Regions from separate parts of the Sus scrofa genome. Here regions 1 and 3 are each linked to region 2. A link is a contact called in public HiChIP or PLAC-seq data. All regions are on one chromosome and are shown on one strand. Each heading gives the region's core, a stretch centred on a gene start, on an enhancer-like site or on the middle of the called end of the contact. The rest is flanking DNA. Distances are from core to core; before and after follow the strand shown.

Evidence for each region. HiChIP or PLAC-seq counts read pairs in DNA pulled down with a chosen protein or histone mark.
Region 1: an H3K27ac HiChIP or PLAC-seq map of alveolar macrophages shows a contact between it and region 2. The contact joins the promoter of SYDE1 here to the promoter of RASAL3 in region 2. A contact is called at or near these places in 2 of 47 Hi-C or Micro-C datasets (embryonic fibroblasts and heart right ventricle) and 2 of 2 datasets of contacts at active chromatin or transcription factors (alveolar macrophages and skeletal muscle).
Region 3: an H3K27ac HiChIP or PLAC-seq map of alveolar macrophages shows a contact between it and region 2. The contact joins the promoter of ILVBL here to the promoter of RASAL3 in region 2. A contact is called at or near these places in 2 of 2 datasets of contacts at active chromatin or transcription factors (alveolar macrophages and skeletal muscle).

The regions. Positions count from the first base shown.
Region 1 is chr2:62,450,961-62,455,599 of Sscrofa11.1, reverse strand. It overlaps SYDE1 (rho GTPase-activating protein SYDE1), which reads left to right and starts at 1,656. Exons shown (of 8, transcript XM_003123426.4): 1 at 1,656-1,870; 2 at 3,467-3,808; 3 at 3,910-4,554. The coding sequence starts at 1,783.
Region 2 is chr2:62,139,574-62,143,936 of Sscrofa11.1, reverse strand. It overlaps RASAL3 (RAS protein activator like-3), which reads right to left and starts at 1,566. Exons shown (of 18, transcript XM_021083615.1): 1 at 1,082-1,566; 2 at 618-952. The coding sequence starts at 939. PGLYRP2 (peptidoglycan recognition protein 2) reads right to left here. Exons shown (of 5, transcript NM_213738.1): 5 at 3,757-3,867. The coding sequence ends at 3,778.
Region 3 is chr2:62,433,461-62,437,582 of Sscrofa11.1, reverse strand. It overlaps ILVBL (acetolactate synthase-like protein), which reads right to left and starts at 2,215. Exons shown (of 16, transcript XM_003123453.5): 1 at 2,027-2,215; 2 at 1,330-1,474. The coding sequence starts at 1,464.

The DNA of each region.
Region 1 (4,639 bases), core at 407-2,906, 310 kb before region 2:
CATGAAGGCACTGCATGTACAAAGAGCCTGGGGCAGAAATAATTTGATATGAAGGAGAACCAGAGATGAGGTCATGGTGAGTGACAGGGACAACAAAGGAGACAAGGCCAGAAGTCTTGTTGGGACTGGATTTTATTTATAGGAATCTAGATTTTATTTTAGGTGGGGTGAGCAATTATAGGAAGACTGTTCGGCATGGATGTGCCATGATCTGAGTTCAGGTTTTTAAGTCCACTCTGAATATTGCATGGAGATTGGAATATACAAGTGAGGCAAGTTAAATTTTCCAAATGGCTACAATAATATCTGCCATCCCACATTCTCTCACACAAGAATGTTACAAGGTCACATTGACACATAGCCCACTGAGAGAGGTGCAGCCTATGACCCCTCTCCTTGAATCTGGTGCGAGAAGTAACACAGTTTGGCACTCAAAGCTGATTCAGCAAAGGTAATGTCTTGTTCATTTTGGATTTTTTTCTGCCTTGCCTGTGGCATGCAGAAGTTCCTGGGTCAGGGATGGAACACACATCACAGCAGTGACCAGTCATAGCAGTGACCAGAGCCACAGCAGTGACAAAGCCAGATCCTTAATCCACTGCACCACCAGGGACTTCCTGCCTTGTTCTTTTTTTTTTTTTTTTTTTTTTTTTTTTTTTTTTTTTTAGGACCACACGCACAGCAAATGGAGGTTCCCAGACCAGGGGTCTAATCAGAGCTATAGCTGCCGGCCTACGCCAGAGCCACAGCAAGGCCAGATCCAAGCCCCATCTGCGACCTACACCACAACTCATGGCAACTCCGGATCCTTAACCCACTAAGCAAGACCAGCAATCAAACCCACAACCTCATGGATTCTAGTCGGATTCACTTCCACTGCGCCACGACAGGAACTCCCTGCCTTGTTCATTTTTGAAGCTTCGGTAGATAAGCAAGAAGCCCAAATACTCTTGACTATTGAGCTGCTCGAAGCCCCCAATTCACATGGAGAAGCATGTGTAGGTGCCCTATTCCACAACCCCTATAGAGGTCCAGCCCACACCTGGCATCAATTGCAAGATCTGTAAGTGAACATTTTTCCAGGTGATTCTGGACCCTCACTTGTTGAGTAACCCCCTAAACCTCAAAATCTTTCCAACTGAATAGAAACAATGTTAGCTCACATTTCTGACCCACAGCATGTGTGAGCATCATGAAACTCTGTTTCACACCACTAAGTTTTGGGATGGTTTGTTAAACAGCAGCAGTAATTGGAATTGCCGGGGGCCGGTTGAGGGGAGGAGAACTGGGTGGAGGAGACAGGCACCGCAATGGCATCAGGAAACTAAGGAAATGGCCATGTCTTCAAAAACTGAGAGGTGCCTAGGGCTTGCACCAGGCTAGAACAGTGGATGGGGGGAAAGAAAAGGGATAAGTGCCCGATGAATTTTGTAATAAACCCAAGAGAACTTGCTGTAGGCGGTCATCAACAGAAGATGGATACGAGGAAAGATGAGGGCCTGGTCCTGCTCTACAATATTCAGTTGGAGCCCAGGAGGCAGCACAGAGCCCCCATTCACTCCCCTCTCGGCCCCAGGCGACTGACTACATATCCCAGCATCGCCCGCTCAGGCCGCGGGAAGGGGAAAGAAAAAAAAAAAAATTGGGGCCAAGCATTCCCGGAATGCGCTTCCTGCTGCCGCTGGACTGGGGGCGGGCGGGGAGGCCCAGGCGGGGCGGGGAGGGCGGGGGGCGGCGCGGCCCGAGCCCGGGGCGCGCACTCCGCCCGGCCCGGGCCCCAGCATGGCCGAGCCGCTGCTCAGGAAAACCTTCTCCCGCCTTCGGGGCCGGGAGAAACTTCCCCGGAAAAAGTCGGACGCGAAGGAGCGCGGTGAGAGGGGAAGGTGGAGAAGAAGGGGCGCCAGACCCCATCTGGCCTGGGAGGGGGTGTCCCGAGGCCCCAAGGAGGGACCACTGAGGGGACTGGGGAAGCCCAGCGGAGCCCCCTGCGGGCCGGGGTTGGGGGCCGGGGTAAGCAGGGGTCCTGGAAGTAACGGGCTGGGGGGAGAGGGGGCGCGGACCGTTATGTGCGCCTGGCCAGGGATGCCAGCGCTGCGTGCTCCTTGGGAGGCCCTGGAGGGGGCCTCACCCCTGACAGGAAATGGGGCCGAGGCGGAGCGCCTGGAGAGTGGAGGGGAGGAGGAGGTGGGAGGCTGAGAAACTGGGGTTTAGTCAAGTCAAGCAGGGAATACCCTGAGCCCTAGAGACCTGGTATAGGGTTGCCAGGCATACTCTTGCAGAGGAGGGAGAGAGGCGGTTCATCAAGCATGGTGGCCACCCCCTACCACCGTCCTCCCCCAACCGCCCCCGCCCCCCGCGACCTATTAACCAGTGACTGCAGCTGAACCCACCTAAGGCAGCCCCAGGAAACTGTCCCCTTTATACAGATGGGGAAACTGTGGCACAGAGAGGTTGAGTAATTTACCAGTGCCAGTGAAGTGATTTAACAGCTCTTTGGACTATGCTACTAAATGAAACCTCCAAGGCTGAGTCCTGGGGAATAGAAATCTGAAGTGACCAGAGGAGGGAGTCCACAGGCAAGACCTTAAAGAAATGGGAGCTGTGTCAGACAGGAAGTCCCAGGAAGGAAGGAGTTAAAGGAGGGGGTGCAGAGGACTGCATGGATCTGACCTCCCCCCCAGCCCTTCCCAAAGATTCCCAAGGTTCCCAGAGCAAAGGGACAGGGGTGCCCACGCACAGAAAAACACAGGAAACAGCTCGAGATGTCAGAAAGGGGAAGATGAGGGGGGAGGGAGGTCAAGGCATTGACCATGGAGGCCTGGCCTGGGCTGAGAGACAGGACCCGCTCCAAAATGCAGGCAGAGTTTGGAACACAAGCAAGGAGTTGGGGAGTGACATGCTGCAAGTAAGGGAAAACACAGCAGGCACTCTTGCTCTTATGCCTGCTCTTGTCTTCCAAGCAAGCTAGCCAGCGTCCACTGTGGACTATGGGTTTGACCAAGATGTGAGTGCCTGGGAAATGCTTCCCATGCTGAGCTCCCCAAAGCCTCCCTGAAGGGAGCAACAAATCCCTGCATTTCACAGGAGGAGACACTGAGGCTCAGAGATCGAAAGTGACTTACCCAAAGCCACCCAGCAAGAAGGGATGGGGCAGACCTCCATGCCAGAGTTAATGAGAGGCAAGGGGAAGCAGACTGGGGAATGCAGAACCCAAGCACAAAGAAACCCCACTGGACCGCTGAGGCTGGAGGGCAGAGGGACAGAGTCCTTTTTGGGATGGGGGGTAGTGTGCAGCTCTAAGCTGGTAATGAGATTGCTGGCCTGTTGCCACCCATTCTAAATGAATGTATAGACTGTCAGAGCTGAGTGCACCCCAGCCCCAGCCCCTGCTGGGAGAAGAGCCCTGGACTGGGGCTATTCTGGGGACAGTGGGAGGCTGGGTCTCATTTCCTTTGCACTTTACCAGGCCGCCCAGCCCAGCGCCAGGAGCCTAGCCCTCCAGAGCCAGAGCCCCAGGCCCTGGAAGGATCCCAGCCTGGAGCAGAGGGGCCTCCCAGCCCCGAAGAATCTCGTAGCCCGGCTCGGGGTGCCTACCTGCAGAGCCTGGAGCCCAGCAGCCGCCGATGGGTGCTGGGTGGGGCCAAACCACCGGAGGAGGCTGCTTTGGGGCCTGGGGCACCTGGCAGTGGAGAGCCTGCTGGTGAGATCTGGTACAACCCCATCCCTGAAGAGGACCCCAGACCTCCGACAGCTGAGCCCCCAGGGCTGCAGCCAGGCTCAGCTGAGCCAGAGAGCCTGACTTCCCCAGGTGAGCACAAGCCTCATACCCTGGAACCCCTAAGATGGCTACTAGCCCCACCCCCATCCCAAACTCAGATTTCTGGAGCCTGAGTTCTGCCTTCCCCACAGGCACAGCCCCTGCCAGTCCCCCAACCAAAGCCTCCCGCACCAAGTCTCCTGGCCCAGCCAGGCGCCTCTCAATGAAGATGAAGAAGCTGCCCGAGTTGCGGCGCCGCCTGAGCCTGCGGAGCACCCGGGCTGGCCGAGAGCGTGAGCGGGCCGCCCCAGAGGGCTCAGTCATCAGCCGTTACCACCTGGATAGCAGCGTAGGAACCCCGGGGCGGGCGGCAGTGGCTGAGGGCGCACGGGGCCTGAGGGCTGGTTACCTCAGTGATGGCGACTCACCCGAGCGCCCAGCAGGGCCCCCATCACCCACTGCCTTCCGCCCCTATGAGGTGGGCCCATCAGCCCGGTCGCCCCCGGCTGCACTCTGGGGCCGCCTCAGCCTGCACCTGTACGGGCTGGGGGGGCTACGGCCAGCACCTGGGGCCACTCCACGAGACCTCTGCTGCCTGCTGCAGGTGGATGGGGTGGCGCGGGCCCGAACGGGGCCGCTGCGTGGGGGGCCAGACTTCCTGCGTTTGGACCACACCTTCCACCTTGAACTCGAGGCTGCCCGGCTGCTGCGGGCCCTGGTGTTGGCATGGGACCCAGGCGTTCGGCGGCACAGGCCCTGCGCCCAGGGCACTGTGCTGCTGCCCACAGTTTTCCGAGGTAGGACGAATGGCTGCAAGGGAGGAGGGGTAGGGCTCAGGATCCAGCTCAGGGCTCCCTCCTTCCCCCAGAGAGCCCAGGGTAC
Region 2 (4,363 bases), core at 317-2,816:
GTTTACTTGTTTACTGCCTGTCACACCTACTATGCTGTGAGCTCCATAAGGCAGGCAGTTTCATCTGTTTAGTTTACTGCTGTGTCCTCAGTGCCTAAATTGGAGTGGGCTTGGAACATAGTAAGTGCTCACAGACTTCTGAATTAATGAATGAAATAAAACACCCTTCAAGGTAGGAATCAGGATTCCAGTTTAACTTCTGGGGAAGCAGAGGCTCAAGAAAGTAAAGAAACTAAGACAGGGAGGCTGGAGAGCAGGACAACAGGAGGCAGCAGAGATGGATATCCAGGCAGGAGAGATTAAGCCTGTGTCATTGAATACAAGGAGAGACCTAGTGAGGCCAAGAGCCATTCGGCATTTGGACAGTGCTACCATCAATCTATTCCCTATCCCTTCCCCAGGTTGGATCCCCACCCTTTAGATCCCTAGCCACCCCCCACCATGCCCAGGCCCTGGGTGAGGGGGAAAGAGGGAAGAGGGCAGCCAGCCGGGCCCCAGCCACTTCCTGTTGGGCTTTTGCACTCCCCACAACTTCCTGTGTCTGTAAGGCTGATGCTCGGGAGGCAGACAAAACCCAAGCATCCGGGCCTCCCAGCCTGGGTGGGGGAGCCATGTACCTGGGGCCTCTGGCTCTGGGTCTGACTCCAGTGGTGGGCTCTTATGCCTCCCCCAGAGGGACTTGGATATTCGGAGGCGGCTTGTGCGTGACTCCTTGGGAGGCGCAGAGAGGACTCGGCGAAACAGCGATCGAGGGGCTGGCTGGCTGCTGACTGTGGTCTCCTGGTGGCTCAGTGCCCTCCCCCATCCTGCAAGGCGGCCCCAGCGGAACCCTCCAGCTCCCTTCTCCCCACCGCCCCCTGAGTGCCAGCGGTAGGCAGTTAGTGGGGTTGGGGCTGCAGGCTGGGTTTGGGAGGCCCCGCTCGACGAGGGTGGGTCCATGGTAGAGATTCTCCTGGGGGATGAGAGGGTGACAATTCTGACCAGTGTCTGCCCACATGTTCTCTTCATTTTGGCCCCTTCCCCACTCACAGCTCTGCCCCCAGGGAATCCCCTTGGGGGTCATACACACGCCCTCTCTTACCTTGATTTCCTGACCAGCCGCAGAATCAGCAGCCGTCTGTCTGCAGCCTGCCTGGCTTCCTCCGGCTGAACGAACGAACGCAACTCCACGTGACCCTGTCTGTCCCACCCCACCCCACAACCAGGTTGGGAGGGCACAGTGGGGGCAGGATTTGAGAGGAGAGGAGGTGACACAGCAGGACCCAGAATCTCTCACTGACTAGGAGGCAGCATATGCCTCTCTCTGAACCTCAGCTGCCTTCTCTTCCAAATTGGCACATGCTGACCAAAGGCTGGAACTCTGCTATCCATGGCTGGTCAGGGTGTAGACTGATTTATCCAAATTTGAAAACTGTTTGGCATAATCTATGAATATTGACTGTACACCTCTTGTCTGACCCAGCAGTGTCACCACTAGGCATATATACCCAAAAGATATGCCCACCAGTGCAATTCATAATAGCCTGAAACTGGAGACAACTCAAGTGTACATCTATTGTAGAATAAACAGTCGTATCTTCACACAGTGGAATATGCAGCAATGGGAATGACTGAACTCATATGAGTCATAAACAATGCCAAGGAAAAAGTCCCAAACAATGAAAAAACACCATGTGGTTCCATTAATATCAAGTTTCAAAGCAGGCAAAACTATGCGTAACAAGTCAGGATGCCGATTTTCTTTGGAGGGGCTAGAGACTGGGGGCAGGGTCGGGAGCACAGAGGAGGCTTCTGGGAGCTTATCACGGTGTTTTTCGTTTTTTTTTTTAAATTGAAGTGAAATTCACACAATGGAAATTTAACTTGTTCTACTTCTTGAGCTGGTTGCTGGTTACGTGGGTGTGTTCTGTTGTGAAAATTTACTAACCATACATTTTAGTGCCCTTTCCGGTATCTCTGTTATACCTCAATGAGTATTTACTTGAAAAAAGAGGTGGCCAAATGCTGTTCTGAGGAATAAGCGAGTTAACGTGAGAGTCAATAGAATCTTGGACCACTGGCCTAAGAGTGGGTTCAAATGCCAGCTGGTCCTTCTCTCACTGTGTGACCTCAAGCAAGTCACTTCCTCCCTCTGAGCCTTGGTTTCCTTATTTGCTAAAGATGATGGTATCAGTTTAAGAAGATTCCTAATGGGAGCATTTGTTTATTCAGCTAATGTTTTCTGAATGCCTACTATGTGCTAGGTACTGGAGAAACCATGGGGAACTAAACAAACTTGGTTCCTGCCCTTCTGGAGCTCACAGTACAGCAAGGGAGAAAAATCGTGAATGTAAATGCAGGACATATCTAGCTGGTGAGGAGGACTTGGTAGAAAATAGACTGGAGTAGAGGTTGAGCAGAAGTGATGTACTTTGAGCTGTAAAAATCCAGGAAGGGGGAGTTCCCATCGTGGTGCAGTGGTTAACGAATCCGACTAGGAACCATGAGGTTGCGGGTTCGATCCCTGGCCTCGCTCAGTGGGTTAATGATCCGGCGTTGCCGTGAGCTGTGGTGTAGGTTGCAGACACGGCTCGGATCCCGCGTTGCTGTGGCTCTGGCGTAGGCCAGCGGCTACAGCTCCAATTGGACCCCTAGCCTGGGAACCTCCATATGCCACGGAAGTGGCCCAAAGAAATAGCAAAAAGACCAAAAAAAAAAAAAAATCCAGGAAGGCATCCTTGAGGAGATGGCATTTGTGCAGTGCATGAGGAGTTGGTCATGGGAAGAGCATGCCAAGTGGAAGGTAGAGTTGTTCAAAGGCAAGGTGACCAGAATCCACAGGATGGGATGGATAGGACTACTGTCATGGCCTGTGCAGTCATCCAGGACCCATGCTCAGAAGGACTCTGCACTGCAACTGATCTAATGCTCAGCTGCCGCTATGTTGAAGTTCTTGCTTTTTGGACAAGGGGCCCTGCATTTTCATTTGGCACTGGCCTCAAATGTTCTATGACCTGTTCTGAGAAAGAGGATCTTCAGTGAGGGTCAAAAATCCTTGGAGTTTCCCTTTTGGTGCAGCGGGTTAAGGATCCAGTGTTATCACTGCAGCAGCTCTGGTGGCTGCTGTGGCGTAGGTTTGATCCCTGGCCCAGGAACTTCTGCATGCCGAGGGTGTGGCCCCCCCCAAAAAAAGGGAAAAAAATACTTCTCCTGGAGCTGAATGTGCTCACACAGGTGCACACGCCTATGCTCTCCACATTTATATCACATGCTGTCCACTCACTGCACACACAGGTAGAGTCTCCCTGTGTTCTGCCATATCTCTGAGCCTTCACTCCACACTGGCCCTGCTCCCAACTCCCTGCATTTGTGACGGAGGACTTTCTCTGACAGGTGGAGTCCACATTTCCCATACAGCAAGCAGCCCCAAGGTGCCAGCAAATTAACACCTCCATGAGAGCAGCCCTCAGCCAGTGATTGTGGAAGTTGGAGGATCAATACTCCAGCTTCCTTGCCCTTTGGGTGGGATGACTCTGAGGTGTGTGCCCTACACTGCCTCCCAGAGGACTCCCAGGGGGATTGAGTTCCACTTGCTTCTTAGTCCAATAAGCCTGATAAAACACTCTTTCCAGGCTGCCTTCCTTTTTCCGTGTGGCTTCCTTATTCCCCAGCTGATATATCTTGGCATCACTGCACAAACTACTTGCACTGGGATTCTTGTCCCCAGGTCTGCTTCTGGGCAATCCCAAAGTGAGACAGAAGGCGCAAATGCAGATGATTCATGGACACAAACTTTCTTTATTGGAGGTCTGTGGCTAGTGGGATCATTAGAGGTAGCCTCCTTTTGGATCTCCCTGAGGCCCTCCTGGCAGTTCTTGGTTTCACATTCTAAAAAAGACAAGAGAGTGTGAGGTTTGGGGAGGGTGTTAGTGCCCCTGGGTCTGCCTTCCTTGTGGGGGGACCCTGCATGGATGAGAAGACAGGAGCGCAAAGTGAGGGGAGGGTACAACCCCAACTTCAGGCCAGCTTAATGAAATACAGTGGCATTTGGAAGGTAGCACTAGATCATACAGGGATGATTATAGAGGTGTTTTGGTGATCAAGGTCAGGGGTTTGGATGGGGCCATCAGGCTGAAGTTGTGCTGACCAGGCCTATATTGCTCCAGCATAAGAGTTGTCATCAGGGGCCAGGGAGGATGGGGCTGAGACTGGGTTGGGCAGAGGATTGCAACACGGGGCTAAGGGCTGGGCCGAGGTTGTGCAGGGAAGGAGGTTTTCTGTAGAGGGTCATTGGCTGGGCCAGTGTTGTGTGGACAGGGATCCTTCAGGTAGAAAGCAGGTGTGAAAGCAAGGTTGGGGGTCTGGGATGAGGTTGTGCAGGCAG
Region 3 (4,122 bases), core at 966-3,465, 290 kb before region 2:
GAAGGAAGGAGGGGAAGCTTGGTGTTGATTAGGCACATAGTATGCTATACCCCAGGCTCAGCATAGGACATATTATCTTATCAGATCCTCTTGACGTTATATCCTTTTACAACTACAGAGACCAAGACTCTTGAGCAAAATTCAAAGTCCCATAGAACCAGAGCTCCCACTGTGGCTCAGCAGATTAAGAACCCGATGTAGTAACCATGAGGATATGGGTTTGATTCCTGGCCTTGCTCAGTGGTAAGGATCTAGCATTGCTGAGATTGTGGCATAGGCCAGCAGCTGCAGCTCCAATTCAACCCCTAGCCCAGGGAACTTGCATATGCTTCATGTGTGGCCATAAAAAGAGAAGTCTCATTGGACCAATGCTCTTAAAGCACTCCACTCTGTAACACTGCCCACATTCCTTGGGAATAGTGGAGCAAGTAGGGAGAGACGTAAGAGAAGGTGGATCCTAAGAACCAAGGGAAGTTTTCAGGGGTCATCTGCTGGGACTCCAGAACACCTGCCCTCCAGGAAAAGGGCCTCATTACATGACTGCTGACTGACACCAGCCTATCAGACTCTCTCCAACTCACTGGGCCAGGCCCAGGTGTCAGGCTGCCAGCTACCAAGTGGTGGCACAAACAGTGCTGGGGCCTCCCAACGCCAACTTCTGCACAGCCCCAAACACCAGGGGTCTTTGCTTTGCTTTAAATCACCACAAATCCTCAAGGCTAGTGGTGTTGATTCTGGTTAGGAGAGGAAAGACTAGGCGGAGGGTCTGGGGAAGGGGTAAATTTCTGAAAGAGGAGCCAAGTAGTTCAGAGCAAGGTCTGTGGGGTCAGCTCTTCACCTAAGGCAATTATCATACAACCTCTATGAGCCCTGGTTTCCTCCTATGGAAAATGAAGACAGAAACCAGAGCATCTATTCAGGAACGTGTTGGGTACATGGGAAAACCCCTCTAAAGCATTGAGCTCAGCAACTGTCACAAAATTGTCACAGCCTCCTCCTCTGGAGCCTGTGTTCAGCACTCTGACCCCACCCTGTTAGGGTACTGCTCTGTAAAACGGGCCCCAGGCCCCAGATGTAGGAGGTTGGCGGGGTACTGAATGCCCCGGGCAGCTGTGGCTTCCAGGTGATCTCTTCCCTGAGGCAAAGTCCAGAGCTCCGCAAGCAGCTCGGGGCAGTGGCGACGGAACCCTGGAAAAACTCTCCCGACCAGTTCCTCTGATTAGTCGGGCCTCACTTTCCTCGTCTGTAAAATGAGTTAGCTGGAAAGAGCGCTGGAAGTCCACTCCTTCTTTACTTGCCCCCGGCCGCCACCCCCGTATTCCCCCAAACCTTATGCGTTAGCTGATAGAAGAGCCCCAGGCGATAAGCAGCGCCCAGCAAGGCGGCCACTAGCGTCCCGAAGGCCAGGAACAGGAAAGAGGGGAAGAAGCCCCCAGCAGGGGCGGCGGCCGCGGGGGTCTCCATATGGTAGCACCTAAGAAAGAAAGGAGAGCGCTAGGACATTGGCGCGACAACCGCGACCTCAGAAGGCATTCCCCCACTCCCAGCTCAGATTCCGAACCACGCTCCTTGTCGCGAGTTTCTGAGCGACCACGCCCCTTACACCGCTAGGCTCCGGACCAGGCCAAGCCCCTCGGGGATCAGGCCAAGCCTCTTGCAACACCAGCACCGCCCCCGCCACCCCCCGCCTCCCCGCATACCTCACCATGACCACCTAAACTGTGCCATCACAGGTCAAAGCGGCGACAATGCCTCAAAAGAGTTATTTTCCCATTTACTTGCTCCTCAATGGATCAGCGGGAAGTTCCGCCTCTCTTTGCCATCAAGGACCAAGACTCTCAGCCCTGGAGATGAGCCCATCCTACATCTACGCCCCCCAAGTTAGCGTGCGCGACACTGTCTTCAAGCCAGGCCCCTCTCCGCTAGCAAGCGCCCAGGCCCGAGCCTAACCCCCAACCCCAGGCAGCGAGGTCTGGACGCACCGGGATGCTTCTCCGACCCACGGGGCACTTTAACCTTCACCTACACGAAAATCCGCCGACTCCGGTGTAATTAGGCGCCCTTCGTGTCACGTGACGGGGCGCGCAGCCTGAAGAGGCTGGACCCGGAACCTATGACCTTGCCCCTTTCGCCCACTTGGATCAGGGCGCCCGGTAGTCCAACTCGAAGCGCGTGGGCGGAACTGACCGGTAGCCATGTTCCGGTACACAGGCACCTCCCATAAGAGCCCTCCCTCTTACTGGCTGCCTCTGCACAGGTTCCGCCCTCTCTCGCTTCTCATTGACTCTCACTGCAGGCCTTTTACAAAAGGCCGCGCCCCTTTGCTGCTTCCAAGAGCCAGCCCTTCATTTGGCGGATTGTTGCGGGCCTCCGCAGATTCCCTGCGCTCTGAACCCAGGCGGCTTTCCGCAACCGCGGCGCTGAACACCTCTTCTCGTAGGCGGAGCCTGAACAGTCACGGTCTGAACAGTCACGGTCCCTTTGCCAGAGTCCACATCTTTCGGGACCTCACCCCCAACAAACCTCGCCCTCTCGATCTAATACCAGACTCCACCTCCCATCCTACCGCAATACTGCCATGGAAGAGGCCAGGTCCCCACCCTCTCCTTTTTTTTTTTTTTTTGTCTTTTTTTGTCTTTTTGCCATTTCTTGGGCCGCTCCCGCGGCATATGGAGGTTCCCAGGCTAGGGGTTGAATCGGAGCTGTAGCCACCGGCCTACGCGAGAGCCACAGCAACTCCAGATCCGAGCCGCGTCTGCAACCTACACCACAGTTCACGGCAACACTGGATCCTTAACCCACTGAGCGAGGCCAGGGATCGAACCTTCAATCTCATGGTTCCTAGTCGGATCCGTTAACCACTGAACCACGATGGGAACTCCTCACCCTCTCCTATTGAGAAACATTTCTGTTTCTCCAGTTTGGGGCTATTACAAAGCCCCTATGGACAATCATACCAAGTGTAAATGAAACGAGAAAGCTTCAGAAGTGGTGATGGAGAACAGAAGCCAGTGAGGAGCCAGTGAGGTCATGGCCAAGGACCACGGAAGACCATAGATCAAGACCTTACCGCCAGAGAGGGCAGGAATATTCACAACATATTTAAATTGCTAAATCCGCGAACTTCCGTGTGTGTTTCCCATGCATCCTTTGAAGTTTATTGTCTGTTATGACTTTAACATTTATTTTGGGAGTTCCTGTCGTGGAGCAGCGGAAACGAATCCGACTAGGAACCCTGAGGTTGTGGGTTCGATCCCTGGCCTCGCGCAATAGGTTAAGGATCCAGCGTTGCAGTGAGCTGTGGCATAGATCACAGAAGCAGCTCAGATCTGGCGTTGATGTGGCTCTGGCGTAGGCTGTCAGCTATAGCTCCGTTTAGACCCCTAGCCTGGGAACCTCCATATGCGGCTGATGCAGCCCTAAAAGGACAAAAGACCAAAAAAAAAATTATTTTTCATGTGGATTGGACGTTTCTCCCCAAGTCTGTGGGTCACCAGCCATAAAAAACCCCATTCCGGCTTGGAAGACAGTTTGAACTGGATGCTGTGGATGCTGGATGGTGACTCACTAGGCTGTGTTCTTGGAGAAGATGCTACACGTGAGAAGGAGCATATGGTTGGTGTATGACCCTGAGAGGCACCAGTCCTTCTGGTTCAACCTGTCTAAGAAGATGTCTTCACATCTTTTCAGCACCAAGATATTTACAAGACAAATAACTCCTCTTGCTAATACTGAGTGCCTCTCATAACATTAACTTTTTAAATTTTAATTGTAGCAAAATACACATACAGTGAAATTTACCAATAGCATTATGTACATTCACATTGTTGTGCAACCATCACCACCATACCTCTCCAGATTGATCTTTTTCATCTTGTGAAACTGAAACTTCACAGCCATTAAACAGCAACTCACCATGCCTCCTTCCACCCAGTCCCTGGCAACCACCATTCTACTTTCTGTCTCTATGAATCTGACCACTCTAGTTAATTCATATAAGCAGAATCATACAATATTTGTCTTTTTGTGTGTCAGACATTTCATTTAGCATAATGTAATGTCCTCGAGATTCTTCTATATTTTAGCAGATGTCAGAATATCCTAGAGTTCCTGCCATGGTGC